3 separate regions of the Macaca mulatta genome follow, and all the other regions are linked to region 1. The links are chromatin contacts, called in public Hi-C maps. All regions are on one chromosome and are shown on one strand. The core of a region is the stretch at or near the end of the contact, and the rest is flanking DNA. Distances in the headings are between cores, read along the strand shown. Region 1 holds the start of EPOP (elongin BC and polycomb repressive complex 2 associated protein). Region 2 holds the start of GPR179 (G protein-coupled receptor 179). Region 3 holds the start of ARHGAP23 (Rho GTPase activating protein 23).

Region 1 (3,569 bases), core at 391-2,890:
TAAGGGGATAGAACAGGGTGGGCGTGTGTGCTGCAGAATTTGTACTGGAAATTCACTTTTTCTTTTCTTTCTTTTTTTTTTTTGAGACGGAGTCTCGCTCTGTCGCCCAGGCTGGAGTGCAGTGGCGCGATCTCGGCTCACTGCAAGCTCCGCCTCCCGGGTTCACGCCATTCTCCTGCCTCAGCCTCCCGAGTAGCTGGGACTACAGGCGCCCACAACCGCGCCCGGCTAATTTTTTGTATTTTTAGTAGAGACGGGGTTTCACCGTGGTCTCGATCTCCTGACCTTGTGATCCGCCCGCCTCGGCCTCCCAAAGTGCTGGGATTACAGGCGTGAGCCACCGCGCCCGGCCGAAATTCACTTTTTCTTTATTTTCCTTGGGGGATATGAGAGTGAGGGTCTGTGCGTGCCCTCCTGTGGCCTCTTCAACCTGTTTGGCAGATCAAGCCTCAGAGCGGAGCATCCTGGGATTGGGGGTCAGGGGTTGCAGAGCCAGCACTCTGAATTTAGTTGAGGCGGAGTATTTAGATACTGCATCAGAGAAATGGAAATAGGTACTGAGACAGCCTATTTATCGGCTTCCATGGGTGTAATAACACTCCCACCCTTCCAAATTTATTTTTTTCTTTGTTCATCTTGCATATAACTACTGAGTTCTTAACTACTTATACATTACAGCATTTTTTGAGCCTGCTGTGTGCCACGTACTGTTTTAAGGGCCATTCACGGCCCGCTAGAATCCCTGCTGTGCAAAGCTTGTAAACAACCATTGCCTCATTTCATCTTTCCCCTAAACATTATTTCTGATATTCATCTACGTTGATTCACATAGCTCTTTTAGTCCCAAGAGGGCAGATATGAAGCGTCCCATTTTACAGATGCAAAACCCAGACTGCTCGGGAAAAAACAAGTTGCTTTCCGACGACGAAATCCCAGGACGCCACTGGGCCACGTGCGGCGGCGCATCTGGCCCCTAGCGATCCCACCCGCGCACGCTCCCTCCCGCGCTCCCTCCCAGCCGCCGCCGCGCCGGGTCCACGTGTGTGTGTCTGTGTGCGGAATGGGGACGGGGGCGGCGCCGCCGGAGGGGTGGGGTCCGGGCTAACGTCACGGGCGGTGCGGCCCAATCAGCGGCGGGCTCGCGGCCCCGGCGCTGGTATTGGGGCAGCGAGGGGGCAGTTCTCTATAACGCGGTCTCCGGGAGCCAGCGGGGAAGAAAGAAACCGAGCAGGCGGAAGGCGCCCTCCCCGCCGCCTGGGCCCGGGCACCGGGTGCCGGGCCCGGGGTCCTTCCCGCCTCCCGCGGCCGCAGGCCGCTTTGTTTCCCCTGCCTCTGCGCTTCGGGCGACTCGAGAGGGTCTCCCGCCGGGGCTGCGAAGGGGACGCGGCGGCAGAAGGGCGGCCGACCCCGCTGGGACTCACAGGGACCCAGGAGTCCGGCTGCCGGGAGGGCCGCGTGAGGAGAGCGAAGAGGGAGCCCGAGCTCTGCGGCCCTGGGTAGCGGGCCGGGGGCGCCCGTGAGCAGAGACCTCCCCGTCGACGGGGGGCGATGTTCCCCTCGCCCGTGGGCTCTTCGGGCAGCCAGGGCATCCCGCCGCTGGGACCTGGACCCCCTCAGTGGGCACCCCTCAGGCTGCTCCATGGAGACCCTCTGCCCCGCACCCCGCCTGGCAGTGCCGGCGTCCCCGCGAGGGTCGCCCTGCTCTCCCACGCCCCGGAAGCCGTGTCGGGGGACCCAGGAATTCTCTCCGCTGTGCCTGCGTGCCCTCGCCTTCTGCGCCCTTGCCAAGCCCCGGGCGTCCTCTCTGGGCCCGGGGCCTGGGGAGCTGGCGGCGCGGTCTCCCGTGCTGCGGGGCCCTCACGCCCCCCTGCGCCCTGGCGGCTGGGCCCCGGATGGCCTGAAGCACCTCTGGGCACCGACCGGGCGGCCCAGCGTTCCTAACACCGCGTCCAGCGAGGATGCGGACGTTGCAGCGTGCCCCCGCCGCGGAGAAGAGGAAGAGGGCGGAGGCGGTTTCCCGCACTTCGGCGTTCGCTCCTGTGCACCTCCGGGCCGCTGCCCAGCGCCCCCGCGCCCTCGGGAATCTACGACCGGCTTCGCCTCGGCCCTGCCTCTCCCGGCCCCGGGTCTCGAGCCTCAGCGTGGCCCAGCCGCCAGCCCGCCTCATGAGCCCAGTTCCCAACCTCCGTCGCCACCTGCGGGCCTCTCCACCGATCCCGCGGGTCCCGGGGCGGCGCCGGGGCCATTCCTGCCCGGCCAGCCTGCCGAAGTCGATGGAAACCCCCAGCCGGCCGCCCCCGAGGCTCCAGCGGCCAGCCCCTCGACGGCCAGCCCGGCTCCGGCCGCACCTGGAGATCTCCGCCAGGAACATTTCGATCGTCTGATCCGCCGATCGAAACTTTGGTGTTACGCGAAGGGCTTCGCCTTGGATACCCCGAGTTTGCGCCGGGGGCCAGAGCGGCCGCCTGCGAAAGGGTCGGCTCGGGGAGCCGCCAAGAAACGCCGGCGGCCGGCGCCCCCTGCGCGCACCGCGCAGCCCCGCCGCCCTGCACCGACGCTCCCCACCACGAGCACCTTCAGCCTCCTCAACTGCTTCCCCTGCCCCCCGGCCCTGGTGGTCGGGGAAGACGGAGACCTAAAGCCGGCATCCTCGCTTCGCCTCCAGGGAGACTCTAAGCCCCCGCCCGCCCACCCGCTGTGGAGGTGGCAGATGGGGGGTCCCGCTGTCCCTGAGCCCCCTGGCCTCAAATTCTGGGGGATCAACATGGATGAAAGCTGACCGTGGGACTTCTGCCAAAGGGGAAAAGTTGGGACCATGGCCAAACCGCGGGCTTGAGGAGAGAGCCCCGTTTCTCACATTTGTCCCCTTCCTTTACATTTTAGGAGCTGTGGGCAGAGGAACCTAAATGACAGTGATCTTCAAGCACCTAAGTGTTCGGGGTGACAGTCCCTCCCCCTCATCCTTTGCAAAGAAACCCAGGGCTGGAGTCGGGAGAAGGCTTAAGCAAGAAAGGCTGATGACATAGATTCCAATCCCTGCCCCCTTCCATCTCGGACCGTTGGAGGCAGGGCCTGCACCCCAGTGGGAGCAAAGGAGGCCACCGCTCAAAGACAGCCCCCACCCCCCCAAAAAAAGAGGAGAGAGACCTCGGTGATGGACAAAACGGTTGTTACTGTGTTTGTGGGCGAGCCTGGGGTGCGGGGGCTGCGGTGGGGGTGGGGAGATGATTGGCAGCTCCCTGGGGGCATCCCCCACCCCCACTGTCCAGGCCTTTAACCCTTTGCTCCCCTCAGGCCTTCCCTAACGCTCCAAGCACCGTTGGAGCCTTCAATGGGTGAGGGAGCTTGGGTAAGAGGTAGATCACCCCCTTCCTGTCCCCTTTCTAGGCCCCCTCAAGTGCAGGTGACCCCTAATTGGTGAGATCTTCAGTCTCAGCCGCCGACCTTTCCCTTTTGTCCAGTTTTGGAGTTCCCATCTTTTTCCCTGTTTGCTTTCCGAGTGTAAGGTCTGGCCGGTGAGAAAGATTCCCCCCAACCTTGATTAATCAGCCCTCTCCCCCAACTTACTT
Region 2 (3,569 bases), core at 768-3,267, 350 kb after region 1:
GGCACTCCCACTCAGGTTGCACAGCACAATTGTTCTTTGCAAGGCTGGGCACGGTGGCTCACACCTGTAATCCCCGCACTTTGGGAGGTTGAGGCATGCAGATCACCTGAGTTCAGGTTTCAAGATCAGCCTAGCCAACATGGTGAAACACCATCTCTACTAAAAATACAAAAATTAGCCAAGCGTGGTGGCGCACGCCTGTACTCCCAGCTACTTGGGAGGCTGAGGCAGGAGAATCACTTGAACCTGGGAGGCAGAGGTGGCAGTGAGCTGAGATTGTGCCACTGTGCTCCAGCCTGGGCAACAGAACAAGACTCCAAGAAAAAAGAATTGTTGTTTGCAGAGGTCAACTGGAAAGCAAGGGACATTTTTGGCAACCACCACTCATCCCTTCCTACATACACTCAATGATCTTGGACATCAAAGGTTCAAGACATTGGGGGTTTGGAGGGGGCTCGAAGGGAAGAAGCCAAGAGATGGCCTGTGCCTGCGGGGCCAGATTGCCTCGTGAAGCAGGAAGCCCATCATTGATGGAAAAGTGATGGGTGGGCAGGCAGGAGCTTTGTTCTGTGGCTTCCCCAAGAATCCATGCCCTTCCGGATCCAAGGAGGCTGGCTCAGACAGCACTGACTCGGGGCCCCCCAGTTACTGTGCCTAGCTGCAGAAAGGAGGTGAGGGGTAAGAAAACAGGAAAAAGCAAGAGAGAGTAGCCACAGTTTTCATGAAGAAAAGGAGAAGGAGCCAGGTGCGGTGGCTCACACTTGTAATCCTAGCACTTTGGGAGGCTGAGGCAGGTGGATCACTTGTCAGGAATTCGAGATCAGCCTGGCCAACATGGTGAAGGCCCCATCTTCACTAAAAAAATACAAAAAAAAAAAAAAAAATTAGCCGACCATGGTGGCACATGCCTGTAGTCCCAGCTACTCAGGAAGCTGAAGCAGGAGAATCGCTTGAACCCAGGAGGCAGAGGTTGCAGTGAGCCGAGATCACGCCACTGCACTCCAGCTGGGTGGACAAAGAAAGAATCTATCTCAAAAAAAAAAAAAAAAGGTAGAACTTAGAATGACAAAATGAAGGTTTAAGAAGTAGAGGCAAAACTGTGTTCACTGTCTTCTCCATGCCCGCCTCTCTCCCGCCACCATTGCCGCTGTGCTTGTCGACTTTGCGGTTCAGAAGGAGGCCTGGGTTGTGGGGCGGACACCTGGGTGGAGTCTCCAGCTCTGTCACAAACAACACCACTGTGGTTCTAGGGAAGTCCCTTGACCCCTCTGCAAGGAGGCTTTGTTATAGTCCCTGAGGCTGAGTAATGGTGATGGTGGTGGTTTGGGTGGGCAATGTAGGGGAGTCAGAGCTCTGGGTGTAAGTCTCTGAGTGAGCTGCTTTGTGACCTCGGGTGAGTCTCAGTGTCTGCATCTGTGAAATGGGGATAAGAATATTCACCTTACATGGCTGTGGGGAAGATTCATTCAGATAAAGCACATGAAAAGCACTTTATAAGCTGCCTCAGTCTGTACAAAGACCGATTACGGTACTATTAGGCTGTCTTTCCTACCCTCGGCATCCCAATTCTCAAATCCCGGCTCAGCAGCACGGGGTCACGGGGGTGCAGGCAGCCAGAGCAGACTGCCAGGAGATGCAGCTTGGCCCCTTAGTGTGCCTGTTGCAGTTGCTGCCAGGAGCTTGAGTGGAGCAGAGGGGTGGAGAGAGGGGCACAAGCTCATCTACGGTTGCTATGGCGCCCCATCCTGGATTTGCCCATTTCTCCTAATGGAGCAAAGGGCAGGCAGAGGGAGGGAGAGAGGGAGAAAGAGCACAACTGGTGCCTTCGTCTCCCCTTCCCTCCCATCTCTCTCTCTGGAGCAGATGTGGGTGGGGGATGGAGGGAGCCTGGATACTGGATAGGAGGGGAGGAAAGAGTTGGGTGCCAGGATTAAGAGGTTTGAGACAGTGGGCCGCACTGAGAGAGGAGGGGGCAGGGCCCTCATACCTACATCCAGAAGCCAGCTGGTGACGTTAGAGAAGAAAAAAGCAGGCGAGCCAGCACCAGCGTGAGAGGGAGAGGGAGAGAGGAAAAGCGAATGCCAGCATAGGAAGCGTGGAGGCAGACAGCCCCCAGACTGCAGCCAGCCTCTGCCTGGGCTCTCCTGAGCCTGGATCCCAGGGTCCTGAGAGCTGTCCCAAGGATGGGCACCAGGGGAGCGGTCATGCCCCCTACTGTATGGGGGCTGCTGGGCTGCTGTTTCATCTGTGACTGGGCTCTGGGGGGTCCGCGGCCCCTCCGCTCTCTGCCCCCTCTGTCTTCCCAAGTCAAGCCAGGATCTGTGCCCATGAGGGTACCCCCAGAGGGGGCTGAGGCCGCCCTCACTTATCTCTACTCCGGAGATGCCCAGCAGCTGTCACAGGCGAATTGCAGTGAGCGCTATGAAGCGCGTGGGGCAGGAGCCATGCCAGGGCTCCCCCCAATCCTACAGGGAGCAGCGGGCACCCTTGCCCAGGCCGCCAATTTTCTTAACATGCTGCTGCAAGCCAACGACATCCGTGAGTCCAGTGTGGAGGAGGATGTGGAATGGTACCAGGCACTGGTCCGCAGCATGGCCGAGGGGGACCCAAGGGTGTACAGGGCTTTGCTGACCTTTAACCCTCCACCAGGGGCCAGCCACCTACAGCTGGCCCTGCAGGCCACCCGGACTGGGGAGGAAACCATCCTTCAGGACTTGTCTGGGAACTGGGTGCAGGAGGAGAACCCACCTGGGGACCTGGACACCCCTGCCCTGAAGAAGCGGGTGTTGACCAATGACCTAGGGAGCCTTGGCAGCCCCAAGTGGCCACGGGCAGATGGATATGTGGGGAACACACAGCAGGTGAGGCTGTCTCCTCCTTTCCTGGAATGCCAGGAAGAACGGCTCCGACCTGGCTGGCTGATCACACTCTCTGCCACCTTCTATGGACTCAAGCCAGACCTAAGCCCAGAGGTCAGGTAAGTGGGTTTGTGCAGGATTTGATGTGTGTGTGGGGATGTAGGAGAAGGAAGTACAGGTCCCCTCAGCTGTGCATGGACCATTTGGCACAAACATGTGCATGCCTGGAGGGCACACAGATGTGGGTGTTTGTACTCAGCTGTGTGTACTCACAGTCGGCTCTGGGAATCTGTAACTATTAACACATACAGGTATGAGTGTACATGTGTATAAATCAATCCATATTTATCTGGGTTTATGTGCTTGAGCACATGCAGGAATGTCTGTGAGCCTGTGCATATACAAATAGGTATACACATGTAGCATACATCTATATGCAGGTATACACATGTGTGTAGCGATATGTCAGTATAGCCGGGTGTGGTGGCTCACGCCTGTAATCCCAGCACTTTGGGAGGCCGAGGCGGATGGATCACCTGGAGGTCGGGAGTTCGACACTAGACTGACCAACATGGAGAAACCCCGTCTCTACTAAAAATACAAAATTAGGCAGATGTGGTGGTGCATGCCTGTAATCCCAGCTACTCTGGAGGCTGAGGCAGGAGAACCGCTTGAGCCTGAACCCAGGAGGTAGAAGTTGCGGTGAGCCGA
Region 3 (3,569 bases), core at 541-3,040, 260 kb after region 1:
CGTCCTGGGTTCTTGCCTGGGCACCCTCACTACATAGGCTCAGACCCTCTCTGTGAAATGGGACACCAACACCTACCCTGCCCACTCCCATTCTTCCTGTTTATTATTATTGAGGCCTTTGAATCCAGCATTGAATGTAGAGGATTTACTGCTCCCACGGTTCCCAAGAAGAGGTCAGGGCCTCAGGTGCAGGATCTTGGAATTCCCAGCCACCTTGGGGTGGACCCAACCACACTGTGGGCAAGTGGAAGACACTGGGGCTGGGGACCTTTGGGCTGCCTTTGGAGGTGAAATGACTGGTTATATAATCGAGATTCAAATCGCATGCCAATGAGTACATGGCAGTGAGAGCCGTCACTTTGGGGAACGGGGTCTGTTGCCCTGGCAGAGGGGAGAACTACATGGGATCAAAAGCCACTCACCCCCAGCTAGGCTTCAGGGTTGGGGTGGAGACAGAGAGGGGTGCAGGGGATAGAGATGAAGTATGTGTTGTTGGTGGGGGACTGAATCCAAGGGACTCATGCTTAATGACCTCCACCCCCACCCCCCGTCCATCCTGAATTTCAAGTTCATAATTAGGAAACACACTTTGGCTGAAGGGAGTCCGGGAGAGATGCAGATTGAGGGAGAACTGAACACGTCCAGCAACCAAGGAACACACCAGTCTCTGAAAGAGTTGCAAGCAGCAGATCCCACCTTCAACACTGCCTGGAAAGCTGGGGAGGAGAGTCCCCAAGTCTTTCAGCCCTGTCTAAAGAGGAACAGGCCTCAGCCCAGGCCTTGACCTCAACCTGGACTTCAGGGAATTTCTTTTCCGAGCTCAGGGAAACTGTTGACCTGACAGTGTTCAACCCTTCAACTTAGGAGCAGGGAGGCCTGCTGGGGTGCTGCTGCAGGGCGGGCAGCCAGGCTCAGAGGTAAGGGAATGACCCTAATGGGGGATGGGGCCGGGAGGCCCCTGCTGGCCCCTCCCCAGACTCAGCAGCTGGCAGATGAAAGAACCCAAGCAGAGCAGCCCAGCGCTGAGTAATGCCCCTGGCACCCCGCGCTTTGACCCACCCACAGCCGGTCGGAGAGTGCAAAGGGGAGGGCAGCCGCGCCGGCAGAGCCGGGGGTCCCAGGCCTGTGTCTATAACTTCCCCAGGACCCAGGAGGGCGGCGGAACCGTGCCTGGCAACCCGTCCCGCAGTCCGACCCAGCAGGGGGCGAGTGTGGCGCGGGGAGGGGGTGTTCGGACGCCTTGGGGGAGGACGTCCCGCTACGGGAACCCCCTCCCCCACTCCCTCTCCCTCCAGCTGTGCCGGGCCTCGCCAACGGAAAACGAAAACTCGGGCAGAGGAAACGGCGGCAGGCGCCCCGCCTGACAAACCCGGACAAAAGCCGCGGGCCTCCCGCCCCCGCTGCCCAGCCGCTGGGGGCCTGGCACCGCCACCCGGGTCTGTGCCCCCTGCCCTGGCAGCCCCGTGCCCGTCCCGGCCCCTTGCCTACCTTCCTCCTTCCCGCCCCTCTATCCCGGACAGCTCTTGCTCGGGCCCCCTCCCGGGCCTGCCACCAGCTGAAGCTCCCCGCAGCGGTGCCCGCGGTGCCCGCTCCCACCGTGCGCCCCAGGCTGTGCAGGGCGAGCGGGGTCGCAGCGACCCCGGCCTGGCCGCCCGCTCCCCAGCAGCTACCGGCCCCGCCCACTTCCCTGGCCCAGCGTCCTCACCTGTGGGGGCCGGGGCTCCGGGCGGGGCGGGATCCCGACCAGGCAGAAGGCGACTCCATTCATCGGGTGGCAGCGGCGGCTCTGTGGCCAGGGCACTGCTGGGGGCGCCGGCAGGGACCCGGGAGGGGCGGGGCCGGGGGCGGGGCCCAGCGCGGTGTGGCTCCCCCCCGGGGTCCGCCCCCTCGCCCCTCCCCCTTCCCACCACCCACCCCGCGCTCCCTTCGGGGTGAGCCAGTGGCCTCGCTCAAGGGCCACAGACCGGCAACTGGGCTGAGGCAGGGACGAGGGCTGCCTGAGAGTTGAACGTCAGAACCCAGCCTGGGGAGAGAGGCGGTCTCCAGGAGACGCCTTCCCGGCCTCCAAGGGACCGGCCCAGATAGAGGGCCATCCAGGCCCAGGAAAGAGGACAAGGGCACCGAACCCAGAACTAGCACAGGGACAGGGAGGGAGGGAGAGGGAAGCAAAGAGAAACAGCCAGCCAGAGATGGTCAGAAACAGAGATCCAGAGACCCAGAAAGAATGAGAAAGGGAGAGATAAGATAGAGACAGCGCAGAGTGAGGCAGAAAAGGTGAGAAACAAAGATGAGGAGACCCAGGATCAGAAAGAGGGGGAGACAGAAAAAGGCTTAGAGGCCTTCTTCCCTTTAGAGACCCCTAGACATTGAGACACGAGGGCAGATTTAGTGCAGGGGGCGGGGAGACAGGGTGCCCCTCAGTGTAGGGTAAGCCCCTTCCAGCCAGAGTCTCAGCCCAGGATCCCAGAGAGGCAGGGGAGTCGAGGATAGAAGAGGCTGGCAGGTGCCTCAGACCTTCTGACCCCCACCCAGCCTGTCTCGGGGCTCAGGCCATGGGGCCAGCCCACAGTCCTGCTATGCAGTGAACAGCAGTGACAGCAGAGGCTCCCAGTCACCAGCACCCCACAGCCACCCTTCTTGGCTTCACTCTGACCTCGGCCTAAAGAGATGCTCTGGTCCTCAGCCAGCTTCTTTCCTTGTCCCCCAGAAGGACCCCCTCCAGCCCAACTCCTGACAGTCTAGGGAGGGACAGTCCTTCTGTCTGTCTTTCTTTTTTTTTTTTTTTTTTTTTGAGGCAGGGTCTCACTCTGTCACCCAGGCTGGCGTACAGTGGCAAGATCTAGGCTCACTGAAACCTCCGCCTCCCAGGTTCAAACGATCCTCCTGCCTCAGCCTCCCCGAGTAGCTGGGACTACAGGCCCATGCCACACCGCCAGCTAACTTTTGTATTTTGGTAGAGATAGGGTTTCACCAGGATGGCCAGGCTGGTCTCGAACTCCTGACCTCCAGTGATATCCGCCTGCCTCAGCCTCCCAAAGTGCTGGGATTATAGGTGTGAGCCACCACACCTGGCCTTGTCCTTCATTTCTAGAAAATAGCTAGAAAATTCTTTCTACGGCCGGGCGCGGTGGCTCAAGCCTGTAATCCCAGCACTTTGGGAGGCCGAGACGGGCGGATCACGAGGTCAGGAGATCAAGACCATCCTGGCTAACACGGTGAAACCCCGTCTCTACTAAAAAAATACAAAAAACTAGCCGGGCGAGGTGGCAGGCGCCTGTAGTCCCAGCTACTCGGGAGGCTGAGGCAGGAGAATGGCGTAAACTTGGGCGGCGGAGCTTGCAGTGAGCTGAGATCCGGCCACTGCACTCCAGCTTGGGCGACAGAGCGAGACTCCGTCTCAAAAAAAAAAAAAAAAAAAAAAAAAAAAAAATTCTTTCTACTATCTAACTCCCATTCTTCCTGCTTCTTACTTCCTACAGCTTATGCTTACCTCTTTCCCATGCCTTTTGCAGTTGAAGTGGCTTCCATATTCCTTTCCCCAGATTATGTAGAAAAGAAGGCAGAGGATA

Evidence for each region. A called contact is a pair of places that touch in the nucleus more often than the background predicts.
Region 2: a contact with region 1 is called in a Hi-C map of liver, with 3 times the contacts expected there. The contact joins the promoter of GPR179 here to the promoter of EPOP in region 1. A contact is called at or near these places in 2 of 14 Hi-C or Micro-C datasets (fetal cortical plate and liver).
Region 3: a Hi-C map of fetal cortex germinal zone shows a contact between it and region 1, with 2.3 times the contacts expected there. The contact joins the promoter of ARHGAP23 here to the promoter of EPOP in region 1. A contact is called at or near these places in 3 of 14 Hi-C or Micro-C datasets (fetal cortex germinal zone, fetal cortical plate and liver).

Annotation. Positions count from the first base shown.
Region 1 is chr16:62,953,988-62,957,556 of T2T-MMU8v2.0, reverse strand. It overlaps EPOP (elongin BC and polycomb repressive complex 2 associated protein), which reads left to right and starts at 1,640. Exons shown (of 1, transcript NM_001193705.1): 1 at 1,640-3,058. The coding sequence starts at 1,640. The coding sequence ends at 2,779.
Region 2 is chr16:62,607,513-62,611,081 of T2T-MMU8v2.0, reverse strand. It overlaps GPR179 (G protein-coupled receptor 179), which reads left to right and starts at 2,017. Exons shown (of 11, transcript XM_001081991.5): 1 at 2,017-2,977. The coding sequence starts at 2,184.
Region 3 is chr16:62,696,750-62,700,318 of T2T-MMU8v2.0, reverse strand. It overlaps ARHGAP23 (Rho GTPase activating protein 23), which reads right to left and starts at 1,790. Exons shown (of 25, transcript XM_077971375.1): 1 at 1,706-1,790. The coding sequence starts at 1,768.